2 separate regions of the Mus musculus genome follow, and region 1 is linked to region 2. A link is a contact called in public promoter capture Hi-C data. All regions are on one chromosome and are shown on one strand. Each heading gives the region's core, a stretch centred on a gene start, on an enhancer-like site or on the middle of the called end of the contact. The rest is flanking DNA. Distances are from core to core; before and after follow the strand shown. Region 1 holds the start of Pex26 (peroxisomal biogenesis factor 26). Region 2 overlaps Il17ra (interleukin 17 receptor A).

Region 1 (6,175 bases), core at 2,364-4,863, 700 kb after region 2:
TGACGATCTTTATCATTTAATGCTCAACTGCAGGCAGAGATGACAAGACAATTTATGCAATTGCAGCCTCAATTTATGCAACTCACATTCCAAGGGTCTCTGCTTTGTTTGAGCCTTTGCTGCAGGAGAACAAACGTTGTCTGTGGAGAAAGGTGGTCTCCTCACAATGATGCAGAGAGTATATTGTGGAGGAAGACGGTCTTCTTGCAATGATGCAGAGAACATACTGATCCCAAATGTGAGGCTCCAAATACTGACCCCCAACAACAAGGGCCAATGCAGAGCAAAAGGGCCATGTTTTCTGTGTTCTGTCCCTGTCCTTCCTGTTAGAAGACAAAGGCAAACACACCTACTGTGCTGGTCTCTCCATGGTTCCCCATCTCCCTTCTCTTTCTCCTTAGTCTTTATCATCTAATAACACTGTTGCATGTATTTCACTTGCTTAAATGTATGTATGTGTGTTTGTGCATGTGTATGTGTGTATATGTGTGCATGTATGTATTGCTGGGGTCCATGAGTCACCCCATGCAATGCATATATCAATCTCAGTCAGAGGGGAATGGTTTATTGACCAGGACAAATTGATCAGAGCCACAGACCAGACTCAGGAGCTGACTGTGATCATGAATGTTTCCCACGGCCAGTTTATAAAGGCAAAACCCACAATGAGCTCATGTGTAGGTGCAGGAATCACTGCCTGGTGCTCAGCTCCGACTCAAGTTATTTTGGCTGGCTAGTCAGAACAGTTCTAACTGACCTTTATTTTGATTGGTCCAAAGTGGAGCTTATGGTTCTAGGATTTCTTAATATTAATTAACAAACCTCAAAACATAACAGGCTATATGGTCAGATTGACCTGCTCCGAGTCAAGCTATTTTTCTGTGTCAGTAACAATATGAAACAACTGGCAGGCATGGAACAAAATGGCTGGGGGAGCAGGCTTCAATATGTGTGTGTGTGTGTGTGTTTGTGTGTGTGTGTGTGTGTGTGTGTGTAATGACAGGTAAGGATTTCACACCCTAGTCACAATTTGTGCTACTCCTTTGAGCCTTGTGAAAGCTAGCATCAGGGGGTTCTGCTCTAGCAGACCTTATCATGAATAATGTAAACACACACACACACACACACACACACACACATGTTCTTGTGTTTCCAGGCTGGTCTCCAATTCCTGGCCTTAAAGTAATCTTCCATATCACCCTCAGGAGTAGCTGGATCTATAGGCATGTGTACTTGTTTATTAATAAGCATTTGCTTATTTTTGTTGTTTGTTTCCTTCCAAAACTCACCAAGGCTTTGTCCTTCATTTCTGTGGGACCCTCAGGGTCTAGGACAATGTCTGCCATCTACTAGTAACAAAAAGCATTTCTGGGGCCAGTGAGATGACTTAGTGGGTAAAGGGGCTTACCACCAAGCCTGACCTGAGATTGGTCTCCAAGACACAAAAGGAGAGAACTGTCTGCTGTCCTTTGACCTCCACGTGTGCACTGTGGCACACAAACGAGTGTATAAAAATAATATGTGTATGTGTGTGTGTATGTATATATATATATATGAGAATTGATTCATCTTATTTGATGTGTGTGACTGTTTTGCCTACATATATGTATGTGTACCATGCGCAAGCCTGGTACTCCAGGAGGTCAGAAAGAGGGCATTAGATGCCATGGACCAGGCTCAGTCAGCCCCCCTCAATCCGTGGGAAATCAGGGGTTCTGGCAGGTGGGCATGGAGTTGGCGAGAATTGGAGAATTGACAAACAGACACATACACAAGGGAGTGCTGTATCTGGATGTAATTTTTCACAAGGCTTATAAAATATAATACAGAAAACAAAGGAGTAGGGTGTCACAACAGGCAAAGTACACTGAAGTATTTGACACAAAACAGAGGAATGACTTCAAAGGACTGACAGGAACCAGGTAATGTTTACAGTAAAGATAAAACAGCCCTGCCTAGGGTCAGCTAATGACAGGTAAGGATTTCACACCCTAGTCACAATTTGTGCTACTCCTTTGAGCCTTGTGAAAGCTAGCACCAGGGAGTTCTGCTCTAGCAGACCTTATCATGAATAATGCAACAACACAACCCCCCTTTTTCCTAGGCCTTGGTAAATACTTGCATATGAGAGTAACTTGGCTGTAATGAAGATTCTAAGTATACTTTGCTAAGCTTGCCCTGAGATTTCTAACTCTTATCCAGTAAAATACTGTAAGAAAGTATGCAAGACCCTCCACAATATTGCAGGGACAAATCTGGGGCATTCTAGCTATGGGAATGCCAAGGTTCCAGGAGGCTAAGTTTCCTTGAAACTCTTTGCCTTGTGACTGCTTCCAGGCTTTTAGGCCTGCCAAGCCAGTCACTACTGGAGTGGACATAGCACTGGATCCCCTGGATCTAGAGTTACAGATAGTTGTGAGCTGCTATGTGGGTGTTGGGAATTGAACCCAGGTACTTGGCAAAAACAAATGCTCTTAGCTGCTGAGCCATCTCTCTAGTCCCCAGTGGGGGGGAGAGGGGGAATTAAACAGTATATATATTTTTAAACAAGTGACATCCTGGCCCTTTCACCTTACACAGTCACAGGCTTTAGCAGACTTGACATTTCTGTCTCAGCTGTGTGAGGACCTTCTGCAGAGATTTAAAGACTGCCATGTCCTGTCGGTGTTAGTGATAAAAGAAAGGCATATATGATGTGAGCAGGTCTTAGCCTAGCACCTCGCTGTCTTATCCAGTCACTAAGGAGCAAGGGATTCTAGGAAAACTTGGGAGAGAGTTCAGAAGGTAGAGAACTGGACGAAGTAAAACCATGAAGACTGAGTATAAATGTGGAAGAGATAGGAAATCCTGCCTGAAGCACAGATAATTGGTGATTTATGAGTCTGTGTAAAATTATATAATAGGAAGTCAGGTGTGGTATTGCACTCCTTTAATTCCCGGCACTAGGGAGGCAGAGGCATAGTTCAAGGCCAGCCTGGTCTACAGAGTGAGTTCCAGGAAAGCCAGGGCTACACAGAGAAGCCCTGTGAAACACAAACAATATAAATAAACACATAAAAATACATATTTAAATGTATTTACTTTTTGTATATTATAAAGCATCAGTTCTTACATTGGTTCAGTACTGTTTTGAAGAATTGCATGACATGTGCATGGCTTTGTTTTTATGACATCCTTATTTATATAAACAATGCAGGATCCAGGAGTTTATGTAACTCACTTGTGTGTTGATGGTTCACCTACCTAATACAAAGCACAGATCAGATCTACCTCTGCCCTGACACTCCTTTCAGCCAAAAAAAGTGCTTTCTTTGGTTTGACAATGTTTTTGTGACTTATTTGTCGTGTGACCTATGTCACCTGTAAATAGAGTAATAGTCCTTAACTCATAGAGATGAAGAAATAACAGACAGAAAGCGCCTTTCCATTCTGCCACACTTTATAGCAGCATCGAACCCAGGAAGAGGAAATAGCCAGCTCCATAGTTTTCTTTTTCTTTTTTCCCTAAGCTTCCAGCAGACCCTTCTCAACGGACTCCTTCAGAGGTTAATAATAAAGGTGCAGGTAGCTCCACCTCCTAACTGGAATTTCTTCCGTTCGTCCTCTTCCGGTTAGCGAAGGAAGGATCACATTTCTCAGGACAAAGGCATTTCACTAATGGTTTAGCTTCCTCATCTTTTCCACCCCAAAGCTGGCGACCCAGTGCGTTCTCTCTGGAAGATGGCAGTCTCTGGGCGCGAGAGGTTCCCCGAAGCTTCACAGACCCAAGAGCCCAGGACTACAACTCCCAGAATCCTTCGCTCCAGCGTGCGCGTGCGTCGTAGTGGCTAAGAGGGGTGGAGAGGAGGTGTCCACCGTCGTGGGTTCCCCGTGCAGGTCTTCTGTTGTCGCGCTCTCTACTCTGGGAGTTTCGGTGCTTTTAGCACCGGTCCAGGGACAGGAGGAACTAGTGCTGGGCCTTCGGCAGCACTAGTCTTGAACAGACAGTCTTGAACAGGCCAGTGCCCCAAGGGTTAGGCTGTCAGTGAGCGCAGGCTGTGCCCGGGTCCAGCTCCTTCCTGGTCCTTCCTTAGGAACAGACCTGGAGAGGCGCGGAGGGGAAGAGTGCGAGGCTTGCGGGACATCTACCAGGCCCAGTCCGAATTTCCAGGAAGCTCCCGAGAAGCTGTCCTCCTGACGTGTGAGGAGACCTGGTCGAACCCAGGCTGGCTATGAAGAGCGACGCCTCGACGTCTGCAGCCCCTTTGAAAGGGCTCGTGGGCCCTCTGCGGAGCAGCGAGCCCGCGCTCGCCCTCCCCGCTGTGTCCCCCGCGGTGCACCTGCTGGAAGAGGCGTCCGACCTGTTGGTGGTGCACCTGGACTTCCATGCCGCACTAGAGACTTGCGAACGAGCCTGGCAGAGCCTGGCGGAGGAGCCCGTGAGTGGCACGTACGTGCTGAGCTATGTTCCGTTCTGGATCCTTTTGGGGAGGAACTCGGGTCTCTGAATATCTGGCATTGTGAGACTGCGCCAACCACACACCTTGCTTTCCCTAAGGGATCCTCTTTGAGAGAGGCTGGTTGCTCATCCTGCACCCGTGAGACTGTACAATGAAGTCAAATCATGCAACAATTTGGAGGGACGCCACAGTCAATTCTTGGCTCACCTTTTCAGTGCAGGACAGGGTAGATGTCTTTTAAGTGTTCAGTCGTGAGGAGGTTCAGTAAGCAGGTAGCAGCCTTCTTTGGGAACACACCTCCTATTTAACCTAGCCTTGGCAGGTTATAGAAAATGGGGGGTAGAGCGGGGTGTCAAGGCAAGAAGCACACTGTTCTGGTCCTGTTGCAGGACTGAGTGAATTATCTTTAGATTGCTCTGTCTAATGCATTGGCCTCCTCTGACAGCTGGAGGGCACCATTTCTCTGTGGAGTAAACCTTCCTAAGAGCTGTGTGAGGCCACGCTAATGGCGGGAGTAGTCAGAATAGTTAACTGAAGAAAAGCAAACACTAGAGAGACTTGACTGTGGTTTTAGAGGGATGAAGGTTGCACACCCGAATGTTGAGGGCTTTGCTTATGCCCATTGGATGTAATTTTATAGGGTTTTGTTTTTCGTCTTCATATTGAGACAGGGTTTCTCTGTGTAGCTCTGACCTGCAACTCACTGTGTAGACCTGCCTGGACTCGAACCCAGAGATCCACCTGCCTGTGCCTCTCAAATGCTGGGATTAGAGGCATGTGCCACCACTGCCCGGCTGGACATAGACAATTCTAAAAGACCAGTTAAGCTCCTATAGGAGCACCCAGCCAGAAGCCTCACCCCATGCCCTTTTCACAGTCAGCACACACTTAACTCCCACTCTCCGCCAGTGAGCACGTGCATGTTCACGGTGTGCTGTTCCCACAAGGTTACCTTTCTGTTTGTTCAGTTCTCATTCCACTTGGCTGCAGAGATGTGCGTTGGGCCATAGCTCGTGTGCCTCTAAGAGGTTTCCAGAACTTAACTCCAGGGTGGAAGGGCAGCCCAAGAGACCAGTGGTGAGGCCTGGGCCAATAAATAACAGAAAAGGTAAAGGTGAGCAGCCTCTGGGTCGGACGCTGGCTTCCTGTCCCAGCGTGGAAGACGGAGTGGAGAGAGGGGAAACAGCCTGAACCTGACTTGTGTTTTCTCTTGTCAGCATTGTGGAGGTGAAATGCTCCCTGTGTGTGGTGGGGATCCAGGCTCTGGCAGAAATGGATCGATGGAGAGAAGCCCTGTCCTGGGTCCTCCGGTACTACCAGGTTCCTGAAAAGCTGCCTCCCAAAGTCCTGGAGCTGTGGTAGGTCCTTGTGCTAGAACCAGGTCAGGGTCAAATCATGGGTCCTCCTGAGTCAGGGTCTCCTGACTCCTTTGTCCTCATTCCCAGTCAGTTCCCTTCGAATTCGGGTCTCACTGTGTTCAGACCTCACACAATGGCAGTTAAGGATGAGAGGCGGGCATTTGGGAGTAGGATGGAAGAAGAGAGAGCACACCCAGATAGTAGTGAAACAGGCTGACAGGAGGACAGAGCCAATTGCGCTTCCTGATGCCTCCTGGGGATCTCTAATTCTTAGAATAAATTCAGGTGTATGTGGGTATGTGTATAAGTGGTATGTGTATGGTGTGTGTGCATGTGGGTGCACATGCATGTGTGGGTGGAGATCAGAGAAGGGTACTT
Region 2 (6,393 bases), core at 3,477-5,976:
CCAGGTACCCACTCATGGACAGATTTGAGGAGGTTTACTTCCGGATCCAGGACCTGGAGATGTTTGAACCCGGCCGGATGCACCATGTCAGAGAGCTCACAGGGGACAATTACCTGCAGAGCCCTAGTGGCCGGCAGCTCAAGGAGGCTGTGCTTAGGTTCCAGGAGTGGCAAACCCAGTGCCCCGACTGGTTCGAGCGTGAGAACCTCTGCTTAGCTGATGGCCAAGATCTTCCCTCCCTGGATGAAGAAGTGTTTGAAGACCCACTGCTGCCACCAGGGGGAGGAATTGTCAAACAGCAGCCCCTGGTGCGGGAACTCCCATCTGACGGCTGCCTTGTGGTAGATGTCTGTGTCAGTGAGGAAGAAAGTAGAATGGCAAAGCTGGACCCTCAGCTATGGCCACAGAGAGAGCTAGTGGCTCACACCCTCCAAAGCATGGTGCTGCCAGCAGAGCAGGTCCCTGCAGCTCATGTGGTGGAGCCTCTCCATCTCCCAGACGGCAGTGGAGCAGCTGCCCAGCTGCCCATGACAGAGGACAGCGAGGCTTGCCCGCTGCTGGGGGTCCAGAGGAACAGCATCCTTTGCCTCCCCGTGGACTCAGATGACTTGCCACTCTGTAGCACCCCAATGATGTCACCTGACCACCTCCAAGGCGATGCAAGAGAGCAGCTAGAAAGCCTAATGCTCTCGGTGCTGCAGCAGAGCCTGAGTGGACAGCCCCTGGAGAGCTGGCCGAGGCCAGAGGTGGTCCTCGAGGGCTGCACACCCTCTGAGGAGGAGCAGCGGCAGTCGGTGCAGTCGGACCAGGGCTACATCTCCAGGAGCTCCCCGCAGCCCCCCGAGTGGCTCACGGAGGAGGAAGAGCTAGAACTGGGTGAGCCCGTTGAGTCTCTCTCTCCTGAGGAACTACGGAGCCTGAGGAAGCTCCAGAGGCAGCTTTTCTTCTGGGAGCTCGAGAAGAACCCTGGCTGGAACAGCTTGGAGCCACGGAGACCCACCCCAGAAGAGCAGAATCCCTCCTAGGCCTCCTGAGCCTGCTACTTAAGAGGGTGTATATTGTACTCTGTGTGTGCGTGCGTGTGTGTGTGTGTGTGTGTGTGTGTGTGCGTGTGTGTGTGTGTGTGTGTGTGTGTGTGTGTGTAGTGCCCGGCTTAGAAATGTGAACATCTGAATCTGACATAGTGTTGTATACCTGAAGTCCCAGCACTTGGGAACTGAGACTTGATGATCTCCTGAAGCCAGGTGTTCAGGGCCAGTGTGAAAACATAGCAAGACCTCAGAGAAATCAATGCAGACATCTTGGTACTGATCCCTAAACACACCCCTTTCCCTGATAACCCGACATGAGCATCTGGTCATCATTGCACAAGAATCCACAGCCCGTTCCCAGAGCTCATAGCCAAGTGTGTTGCTCATTCCTTGAATATTTATTCTGTACCTACTATTCATCAGACATTTGGAATTCAAAAACAAGTTACATGACACAGCCTTAGCCACTAAGAAGCTTAAAATTCGGTAAGGATGTAAAATTAGCCAGGATGAATAGAGGGCTGCTGCCCTGGCTGCAGAAGAACCCGAGAGAGCCTGCGGGTGGCGTCTGGGCAAGAGGGGAGTGGCCTGTGGATTGAGTATTAGGAAGGAGCCAGAGCTCAGGGTGGAGAGAGCTCTGTGGGGCTAGGGTGGGAGCAGCTGGGGACTCCTCTCATGAGTGGATCTGTTGCCCTACGGGGGAGGAAACTTCATGCCAAATATACCCAGAAGTCTTCTCAGATCAGTTCTTTAGAAAGAGCTGGTATAGAAATGGGTGATGTAAAACTTGAGAAGCAGGAAGAGGCGTGTGAAATCCTGTGCTCTCTCAAGTGCTGGCTGCCAGTCCGTGGGAGGGCTGCGGCATGTGATTCTTCATGGGCTGCAGCCACCAGATCCCTGGAGAGCTCTACCTCGGGGTACAGTGAGGGAGTTGAGAAAGATGTGAGGGTAGTGGGCATGGGGGCGTGGCATAACAGGAGAACTCGGGAGGCCCTCAAGGTCAGAGGAAAGTATGTCACTGTATAACTACAGTAAGAGAGGTTGTTTAAAGTAGCTCCAGGGCGCCCTCATGGGGCAGACAGCAGCCTTGTGGCGTAGGTTCTAGAGAATGCACAGGTCTTCCTAGACTTAGGTGAGAAAAGGACCATGAAATGCTGTGGGAAGCACGAATTCAGTGATTGTGTGTGTGCATATGTGTGTGCAGTAATGAAGACTTAATAAAGTTGCTGTATTGGTAAGAACTCATAGTTGTTATTGAATCACCTCTTACCATAGGTCAGACACGTCTTGCCTAGCATTAGCAAGCCCTGAGGTTCCAAGTCTCACTGTGTGGCCTGTATTCAACCCTGCAGCAGCCAAGTGAGAAAGAGAAAGCCCCTCCCACCCATCAGCCTTTCCCAGCTCTATTTCTTCAGAAATTCAGGCAGCAAGGGCCCTTGGATCTAGACACCAGTCAAGCCTATGGCATCTGCCACCCTAGTTTCAGATACGAACTTAAACGTAAGTTCTCCCAGCAGCAAATCAGCCCCACATCAGCCCAGAACTGCTCTCTACCATGTCTGACTCCACGTAGGGCTCCCAGCCCTCAGCTTCTAGCTGCTGTCATTAGATCATATCAGTACATTAGTTCTTCTGCTCGATTTCTTTCTCCTGAGATCTTATAGAGACATCCATACATCATACAGTTCACAACTGTCCCTTTGCAGCTGAGTGGCTTGGCATATTCAGAGTTCAGTGACAAACAGTGTAATCAGCTTTAGAACACTCGTATACCCCAGAAAGAAGCCTGGTGTGCCTCCCCCCGCACCCCCACCTCCTCAGCCCCAGGTAGCACCAGGTCTGCTTTCTTTCATTTTCTAGACATGTCTGTTCTAGATTTTCCATATACTAGGATCAGAATTCTCAGGGGCTTCTTGGCTCATGTTCTTCATACCACTTCCTCCTTAGAGGTCTTTGCTCATCATGAATGTTAGAAATTCTAGAAACTGGTGCCTGCTGTCAGACAAACACCAAGATCACCAAGAACATCAAAACCATTCCTTTATGCTTGTATTATTCTGAACCGTGCCTAATGAAACTGTTTTGGCCTGGCATGGTGCCACATTTGAGTCTCAACAGGAGTTCCACGCCAACCTTGGTAATAGTAAGACCCTCTCTCAAGACAGGAAACAAGGTGGCTCCACAGGTAAAGGGGCTTGCACCCCCACCCCCACCCCCACCCCCCACCACAGCTTTGATGTCCTAAGTTCAATCCCCAGGGCCTGCCTGGAAGGAGAGAGTCTGATCTCAACACAGATTTCATGGCTGGCACACACACATGACACTGAGTATGTAGGCACACATGCCAGTAACTAGGAATGAGAGGACCCCTGTTTGGGAGACTAGGTGTGGCTCAGCAATAGAGTACTTGTCTAGCACACATGTGCCTCAGGAAAAAACAGAAAAAGATGGCGGAAGAGCACTTGCTGCTTTCTCAGAGGACCCAGGCTCAGTATTCAGCACCCACATGGCAGCTCACAACCGCCTCTAACTCCAATTCCAGGGGATCCAGTGTGCTCTTTTGGCCTCTTCAGGCACCAGGCATACCCATGCACACAGTGCACATACATACATGAAGGCAAACCACTCACACACACAAGTCGTTTAAGATCTTATTTACACACACACACCCCCCACCACCACCACCAGAAGCCAGCCGCTGCCACCATGTGCTGCTTTCTTGGCTCTTTGCCTATCTCCTAGAAAGTTGCAGGGTGAGGCTTAGTAGAACACATCAGTCAGCACGTGACCAGGGGGCATGGGACCTGTACTCCTGACAGGCATTTCCCTGCATCTCTAGGCAAACTCCTGAGTGCACTCTCCTGTCTTGAGCCTAATTGAGAAATGAGGTGTGTGTGTGTGTGTGTGTGTGTGTGTGTGTGGTGGTGGGGATGAACAAGGAAAGAGTAAGGGACAATTAGAGGTGACCTGGGTGTCACTTGATAGAGTGTTTCAGTCCAGATCTAGTTTCTTGGCACTGCTTCGGAAGGCTCACACGCAAGTCCCTTAGCCAGGCTTCCAGCTGCATTGGAGCTGACATCTGTGATGGGAGAGGAAGGTGGGTTTGGTTAGTTTTTATTTACCTGTGAAAATGAAACAGGTAAGGTCTGCGGCTCAGTGACAGATGGCTCGCTCAGCCTGAGACCCTGGGTTGCATCCCCAGTCCCGGAAGTAAGACAAGAAAACTTGAAAATAAAGTAGGGACTCAGGAGGAGGGTGGTATCCTGGAGACGCAATGGGCAGTTAGATTCCCATTCTAAATAAGTGAAAGAGCAGGCTTTGCCCTACCCTGGCGCCTCCAGAGGAGACCTGCTCACCAAGGGCCACCAGGCGATACTGTAGGCTCCAGCCTGTGTAAGAGAGCAACATCCCAAGAGCTCTTTGGCACAGTCAGTGCAAGGCTGGCACTGAAATTCAGGACTTGCGTCTCACAAGTCAGACGTGTTAGACAGAAAGTTCCTTACAAAGAGCATCCCGGCCCTGTTCAGAAGCTGAGCAGCTTTAGATCAACAACTTTCCCAGGCTCCAGGTTGCTCTCTCTAAAAAGGGCACCACATTAGTTCCTACCTCATAGCTGTCTGTAAGGGACGGGTGAAGTTCACATGAGAGGAGCTGACTTCTCCACACCCAGGAAGTGCTGGAACATTTTAACCACAACCGGGTCCCTCTGTGGCTCCTCCATCACACTGCTGCCTCTCCCCACAGGCCCAGCGGCTTCCTCCCTCAGTCGGAGCCTCTGACCTGGTTCTGGGCTTGAGCAGCTTGTGTGTCCTCAGGCACTGCTCAGCCTCTTCTTCTGCTGCTTCCTGCCCTCTCCCTCTAGTGTTTGCTTTCTGAGATTATCAAAGCTATCTCTGCGCAGGATTGGCTCACACCAAGTGAATATATCATTGTGGGAACGTAGCCACAGGGCAGCACACTAGAGCGTGTTACGGAAGATTCTATTCTGGAGGCTAACACAAGGAGCTGGCAGGGTAGCATGCTCCTGGCTGTCACATCACCCCATCCCCAAGTGGCTCCCAGGGCCATCTACTTGGTCCTGCTCTTCCTCCAGCTCTCTCAATTGTGGCCTCTGCTGGCACCAGGTCCCCATGCCAGCCCTGTCCATTTTGAACAGTGAAGGTGGGTGGTCACTGCATGGAGAGAGCCTTTGTCTGTTACTGGAACTTGGCATCCTCTGTTTCTTTGCTTACGGATGAGTTAAGGTCTTGTCGAGCCTGCCCTGTCCACTCCTCACCTGGATACTTTTCCTATAGGATCACCCTTGGGTTATGGGCACCTTAGTAGGAGGTGGATCCTTCATCTCAGACTGGAGAAAGTGATGTAACCGTGGTCTGAGAAGGGCGTGACCACACCTTGGCAAGATGCTTCCATTGGTTAACCTTTTCTTCCACGAAACCAGCTTAGAAAGTGAAAGTCAGTTTTGCTTTCAGCTACAATTGAGCTTAAACACAGGGAATGTTGACCCCACTGAGCAGCTGACATCTGAAGGCTCCTGTGAAGTGAAGCTCTAAGAGGTGACAGAAGGTGGCTTAGAGTGGCTGCAGGTGGCTTCAGTAGCTTCTTATCCCCCAGTGCTTCAGGAAAAGGAGCTGCAGCCACCGACAGGTGACTGTTGAGGAATGAGCCAGCGGCTCTGCACCTTGGTCTGGTGCCCCAGGGTGTGATTTTGTCCTCTTCCTTGTCAGCAGTACTGCACCACCACCATTTACCCCGGGGCAGCCTCCCTGTCCCTACACTAAACCAGTCCTCCAGAGATCTCCTCCAGTTTTCTCGGGTGTCTCTGAGGAACTCCAGCTGACCAGAGCCAACAGGCACTGCTGGCTTACCTGGAAGATGTGTCTAAATATGTATAACAGGCCTGGACAGACTTAGGAAGAAATGAAAGCGTGCTGCTACATTGTCCTGGAGTTGTTTTCTGTATATATACATTTTGGCTTGTGAGATTTATCACACGGGCTTGAGAAAAAACAAACCAAAACATTTTGGTATATACACCTCATTTAATTAAAAAAGTGTTCTTACCTTTATTTATTTGTGTATTTATTTTATGTGTGGTGTGAGGAAGGGCACGTGCACGCACCAGGGTGGTCGTAAACATCCATGGGACACAGCTCCTTCCATCCCGAGGGGGCCCAGCTCAGTGGCAAGCGCCTTTACTCTCAGAACCATCTTGTTTGCCCACTGCATTCCATTCTTTGTTTTGGTTTTTGAAACAGGGTTTCTCTGTGTAACTCTGACTGTCCTGGAACTTGATCTGTAGACCAAGCTAGCCTTGAACTCAGAGAAATCCACCTGCCTCTTTGCTCCTGAGTGCTGGGAT

What was found. Promoter capture Hi-C pulls out the DNA fragments that hold promoters and counts their contacts.
Region 1: a contact with region 2 is called in a promoter capture Hi-C map of pre-B cells, with 2.9 times the contacts expected there. The contact joins the promoter of Pex26 here to the enhancer-like site in region 2. A contact is called at or near these places in 3 of 39 promoter capture datasets (the C10 cell line, pre-B cells and stem cell-derived epiblast-like cells), 3 of 115 datasets of contacts at active chromatin or transcription factors (bone marrow-derived macrophages, pancreatic cancer cells and thymic regulatory T cells) and 1 of 9 other capture datasets (pancreatic islet).

The regions. Positions count from the first base shown.
Region 1 is chr6:121,180,054-121,186,228 of GRCm38.p6, forward strand. Pex26 (peroxisomal biogenesis factor 26) reads left to right here and starts at 3,614. Exons shown (of 5, transcript NM_028730.6): 1 at 3,614-4,429; 2 at 5,657-5,797. The coding sequence starts at 4,212.
Region 2 is chr6:120,481,460-120,487,852 of GRCm38.p6, forward strand. It overlaps Il17ra (interleukin 17 receptor A), which reads left to right. Exons shown (of 13, transcript NM_008359.2): 13 at 1-2,268. The coding sequence ends at 1,025. Among named protein-coding and RNA genes, the nearest start is that of Tmem121b, 9.3 kb to the right of the region's middle. Within about 2 kb of position 4,727, at least 81 of the 459 cell types and tissues checked have an H3K27ac peak or open chromatin away from gene starts, as enhancers often do. A contact at or near this core is called in bone marrow-derived macrophages, pre-B cells and thymic regulatory T cells, where this site is marked.